Linked DNA regions of Anas platyrhynchos: region 1 is linked to region 2. The links are chromatin contacts, called in public Hi-C maps. All regions are on one chromosome and are shown on one strand. Each heading gives the region's core, a stretch centred on a gene start, on an enhancer-like site or on the middle of the called end of the contact. The rest is flanking DNA. Distances are from core to core; before and after follow the strand shown.

Region 1 (2,700 bases), core at 45-2,544, 67 kb after region 2:
GATCCAGAGCTAATGAGCACGGTACACAAACCGACAGAGAAGAGGCAAGTGACCTCCAAGGAGTTGGAGATGAAATGAATTAAAATGATAGAGCAGATTTGCAGCTTCCAGTTCGTTATGATGGAATACGAGAAGGTTGGGAATTCGTGCGGTTGGTAGGTATCCAGCCGTCCCTCCGTGGTGTCTTGGGGGTTGCAACCGAAGTCCTTCAAGTTAATTTATTTTTTGAATGAGCCAAAATGACAGGAATGCCGAGGTTGAAAGCACTGGATTGAGTTCAAAAGACATCATTTCCACTGGGAAATTAATCTCTCACCATTTTGCATAATTAGACAAGGAAAATGAAAAACAATTTCAGAAAGAATTCCCAGAAGCCATATCTGAGGTGGAGGCGGGAGAGGGTGCCGCGTATTGGGCAGGAACGCGAGGCTGGGCTTTGTTGTTACGCTGGGGTTTGCTATAAAAACACCACGTTGCGTTTCCCGAGCAGAAATACTGAACCAGCCCCAGTGCCGCCGAGCAGCTGTCAGACAGGGAGCGAGGCCGAGGGCTGGGACCAGGGGCAGGGCTGCTGCAGACGCCTCTCCCAGCACCGTGCCATGGGCACACCGGGCCACGGGAGCTCCCGGCGGGGCTGAACGTGGCTGCCCAGCAGCCCCACTGCCCGTTACAGGTTATTTCCCTGCTGATACTGCCACCAACCCAACCCAACCACCACTGTGGGCTGGCCCTGAGGAGGACACGGGCCCCGCCATGGCAGGCTGCCCGGCCCCCCACCGCAGGCCTCCTGGCACAGCCTCAGCTCACAGGCAGCCCAGGCCTGGGCCCCCCAGGACACCCAGGGCCAGGAGATGGCAGCCATGGTCACCATGGCAACCCGAGCAGGCCTGCATGATGGAGGCGGCGAGGGGAAGGACCCTCGGTGCCTGGGGGGGCAATGCCAGGCCATGCACGTTTTGAAGATCTGAGCTCAGCCCCGCTCAGTGCAACCAAACGCCGCCTGCCCCCAAAACCATCGGCTGCTTCTCTCAGGGGAGCAGCAGAGGAAGGACAGAGCAACGGGAGAGGGACGAGTTTTTCATTTGGGGCCATGCCAAGCTCTGGGGGCAGACCTGGGAAGCGTTTGTTTTCCCTGCCCCATGCAGCAGGAACTGCCCTGCCCGAGAGCTGGGGCACAGGCACAGGGCAGCCCGTTCTGGGCACCCCCAGACCCGCAGCCCCCCACCCACACGGGCTGCCCTTGCCCTGGCAGGGCACAAGTGCACTGAGCGGGCTGGTCTCAGCTTGCCATCTAGTGGAGGGCGCCCGCACGGCGTCCCCATGCCTGCCCTGCTCCATTTTGTGCCGTCCCCACGCTTGCAGCACTGGAGGATGTTTGAAGAAAGGAGCCCAGTGACACCGAATGCCCAAGCACTGACCACACCACCTGGCCACCAGGCTTCCTGGGGCACTGGGGGGGCACAGCCACCAGGACGCGGTCAGAAGCCCCATAGGGTGCTGCAGAAAGGATAACAAGTCCTTCATGATGCCCCAATGTGTCTGCTCACCCAGTACTGCCACTGACTGCAAGCCCGCAGCACCCGGCAGCATCAGACCCCCCCGAGGGAAGGCTGTGGGGGCTCATGTGGGCTCACAGCTCAGACGTACCAACCCCACACGCACCTTATTTCATTAGGCTATAAAGCTACAGGCACATCACAAACTCCAGGCAATGACCTACAGATGGGAGACAGGTTTCATCTGAAGGTTAAAGTGTTTGGCCTGGGCTCAAATGGAGGAAGAGAAACTCAGGACAAGACATATGAAGTATGGTGCTGCAGTGGTCACCAGGAATTGGGCAGAGGGTACTCCTTACCCGAGCAAAGGATTGGCACATCTACACGAAAGAGAGCTATTGGCAAAGGGCTGCCAGTGTCGACAGACCTTCGGCACCTAGGGAAGGCCTTAAGAGAGTTTCAGTGTCTCTGCAATATCTCAAATGTCATTTAAGAGAGCCTTTGTGGATCTTGCCCTCCGGGCTTTCATTAATTCAGCAGTAACCACTTCTGAACTTCCTGAGTTCCCAGCGCTGACAAACAGCATCGCAACTCCAGCCGGGCCCAGCCCCTGTTTGGGAACATGAACACGGCGTCTCAGCACCCAGCAGAAAACACGGACACCGCAGCTACTGCTCGACGTGTCCCCACGGCTCAGCAGCTCCACGCAGCCCCACGACCACGCAGCCCGGTGTCCTCACACACAGCAGCAGCCAGGCCTGCACCTGGGAGAGCGGGGGACCAAGAGATGGTTTGTGGACCCCAGAGCAGTGAGGTCCTGGAACGGCTTTCCAGAATGGGAGCAAAAACCTTGTTTGCTTTCTGGAGGATGGAGACTCGTGGCACAAGGACTGAGTCAAGTGAGTGCCACTGCGACGGGTCCAACTTCGGGCAGGTCCCAGGACCAAACCCAGCAGCCTCAGCAGTGCTGCCTTGCTGAGTTACCAGCCTTCAGCCTCCCACAGCACGAAAGGGATTTGTTCTCTGTCTGCCTTTGCAAATGTGCAGAACACATAAAGGAACTGAAGGTAAGGGGAGCAGAGAAGGAAAGGAGAAAGCCCTGTTTGCGTGTCTCCATTGCTCACCAACTCCCTGTGAGGGCACGAGACCCGAGCTGGAAGCTGCCGGTCCCCAGCTGATGGTGCCCTTGGCTTTACAGCACAAA
Region 2 (2,887 bases), core at 66-2,565:
TCTAATTTAATTCAGTTTGCGAGAAGCACCCTTAGATGTTCCCAGAGCAAATCACATAAACAGAGCAGCGCAGTTCAAAAGCAGAAACTTCTGAAAAGTCTCCTGGGAGGCAGCTCTGCAAAAAGCTGCGGAGAGCAGGAGGGAGGTTGGAAAGAGCTGCAGAGAGGCCTGGGGAGAGGAGCCTGTGAAGAGGCTGTCTGTCTGTCTGTCTGTCTGTCCGTCCATCTGCGAGGGCCTGCACGCCCTGCACAGGCAGTAACGTCCCCAGGAGCAGGCTCCAGTTAACTCCAAAGCTGTGGATTCAAAGCAACCACATACTTCATTCCTGCTGAGCAAAGGAAGGCAGGTTTCTGCGTGCATTAGCGAAAAGGAGGCTTGACCCGACAGATCATCTTTGCTGTAATGGATGACCATGCAGAAAATATTTTGACGTATGACTGATGGTTCACATGGGGCTAGCCACAAAACTGGAGACTTTCTTTGTAAGAACATTTGGACAAATTTTCAAGTTCAATTTGTGGAAAGTTTCTAGTCCAGGAGCCAACTGAAAACTGAAAGAGCTAAAGCTCTGAAAAGTTGTTATGCCAAAGTCTTGGGCAAATGAAAAGCCCACACAGCAGAAAAACAGATAAACCATCCATCTTCGACCTTTTCCTCCTGCAAGCCCAAAGCAACAAGCCCACGGAGCAGAGATGCTGGGAAAGCTGGCGGCCTTTCAGCGCTGGACTTTTCCTCTCGACCAAGCAGCCGTAAATATCCCTCCTCAAACGAAAGTTTGTAATTTCCCTCTGCCCTCCCAGAACAAGATGACTGCTCTTGTGGCCTACAGGCATCTTTCTTTTACACGTATCTGAAAATACCTCATGGAAGCGCACAAATGCTTCTAAAATAAATCCAGGATTATTTAAACACAACCTAGGAAAGAATTATGAAATACATACAGATAAATACACATGCGTGCGTGTGAATTAGATACATGCAAGTTCTAAATCGTATTGCCATCAGCAACTGGGCCTCCCCCACATTTATCTGTGGAGCCTACTGAGTATACTGCTTGTATTTTTCATGAACCGGGTTTGAAGATGTTTGCCAGACCCTTGAATCACTGCAGCTTATGGAGCTCCGAACTGCAGGCAGAGTCCGGGACTCCCAAGTTAAAGCTGCTTTGCGAAAAACACACAGACACCCTTATAACAGTCTGAACCAAAAAAAATAAATAAGTCATGAGATAGCTGGAATATTATGTCATCTGGAATAAGCCAAGCAGCAGACTGGGAACTTGAGGATCTGTTCTGAAGCAGGAACACCAGGAGAGCCGCGTTCCTGCTTGGAGCGGTGAACGAGCCCTGCTCCTCCTGAGCCCAGGCCGACCCCATGGCCGAGCCACGCAGCACTGTGCCCCTGGGGCCGCCTGCCCAAATCCCCTGCCCAACACACAGACACGGGGTGGGCACAGGGCAGTGCTGCTGGCACCGGTGCAGCTGCGGAGGACGAAGCAGGGCGCACGGTGCTGCTGCTCAGCGGGGCTCCGTGCCAGCCCCGGCCAGGTCAGGGCCCACCCACGGTGCCACCCGGTGAGCCTCCACGGACACCTCGTCCCTAGCCTCGCTCTCCTCGTGTTGTAGTACTTCCCATGACCCCAAACAGAAGGGGACCAATGCTCGTTTGGGCTCACTTCACCCCAGACCTGTACCAGATGCTGTATGTGTGCTTCTGCCGTCCCGCCGGGTACCCGCAGGGCCAGGCAGTGCCCGCCTCGGAGAGCCTTCCTCCCCCAGCAGCTCATCTGCAGGGCCATGAGCAGCCTCCCCATGGGCTCTTCCCCCACCCAGGAGCAGCGTGGTGGTACCTCACAACTCTGACAAGAGACACGAGCCGTGCCAGGAGGTGCTGAGGGAGGAGAGCTGCGATAATTGCGCGCCGTGGCACTGCCTGGATGGACGCGCTGCGAGCAGCTGCTGGGACAGCAGCTCCGTGCCACCACAGCCCCGTGGGGACCAGGCAGGCCAAGTGTAAGAGCCCAGTCTCAGCCCACGACCACAGACAGGACAGGTCCAGTATCTTAAAACTAAATTTAGATACAGCTTTTCACGATGAGCTACCATTGAATGCCAGGCTGGGGGAGAGCGGGTAAGCACACGGGTTCCTCAGGGACAGCTCTGCTTGACTGAGAAGAAAATTGCTCAAACAAAAGCCCCGGAGATGCCATTCAGAGAGACGGTCCCCAAGTGGCTGACAGGAAGGCAGGATGAGGGTGGGACCCGCCCCGGTGCCTTCTGCACCTCCAGTTGCCATTATTCTTTGCGAATATAAACAACGGCAGCAGAAGAAAGCGGAGCCACAAAAGCCTCTGCAAAACAACTGCGAGCGAGCACGAGAGAGGAACTGCAGAGGTCACGCAGGTTAAGGGCTCGCTTCTCCCCCCCGGATGGAGGACGGACGGACGGACGGACGGGCGGACACGGCACGGCAGCCGCCTGCCCCTGTCCCCGGGTGGTGCCACCCTTGTGGTGTGTCCCCGGGCACGGGCAGTGACCCGCAGCCAGCCCCGAGCTGCAGCCCCGAGCCAGCCCGTGCCCGCGGGGATGTGCGGGCGTTCCCCCTGCCGGCCCCTGCCCGGTTTGACCTCAATCTGTGTTTCCTTTTTTCATTTTGGAGCCATGGCGCAGCCTGCACCTCCTGACCTCTGCTTGTCCTTCTGAAGCAGCACGGGGTAATTAATATATGGGAAATGCAGCTTGAGATCATGAAGTGTGTTGGTTCCGCGCTTCGCTTACATCGTTTGACCAAAGGGATTATTTCAGAGATATTCTGACCTGTCTGCCTGACCCGAGAAACAAAGAAGGAAACCGAAGCTCAGAACTTCCCGGCTGGTCGCTGCTCCGAG

The links. Hi-C and Micro-C count contacts between places; a contact is called where the count stands out from the background.
Region 1: a Hi-C map of subcutaneous adipose tissue shows a contact between it and region 2, with 2.1 times the contacts expected there. The contact joins two enhancer-like sites. A contact is called at or near these places in 3 of 8 Hi-C or Micro-C datasets (liver, skeletal muscle and subcutaneous adipose tissue).

Annotation. Positions count from the first base shown.
Region 1 is chr14:1,271,462-1,274,161 of IASCAAS_PekinDuck_T2T, forward strand. All of the region lies in intron 11 of ARHGAP26 (Rho GTPase activating protein 26), which reads right to left. Among named protein-coding and RNA genes, the nearest start is that of ARHGAP26, 36 kb to the right of the region's middle. Within about 2 kb of position 1,295, at least 3 of the 8 cell types and tissues checked have an H3K27ac peak or open chromatin away from gene starts, as enhancers often do. A contact at or near this core is called in subcutaneous adipose tissue, where this site is marked.
Region 2 is chr14:1,204,441-1,207,327 of IASCAAS_PekinDuck_T2T, forward strand. All of the region lies in intron 20 of ARHGAP26 (Rho GTPase activating protein 26), which reads right to left. Among named protein-coding and RNA genes, the nearest start is that of NR3C1, 93 kb to the left of the region's middle. Within about 2 kb of position 1,316, at least 1 of the 8 cell types and tissues checked has an H3K27ac peak or open chromatin away from gene starts, as enhancers often do. A contact at or near this core is called in subcutaneous adipose tissue, where this site is marked.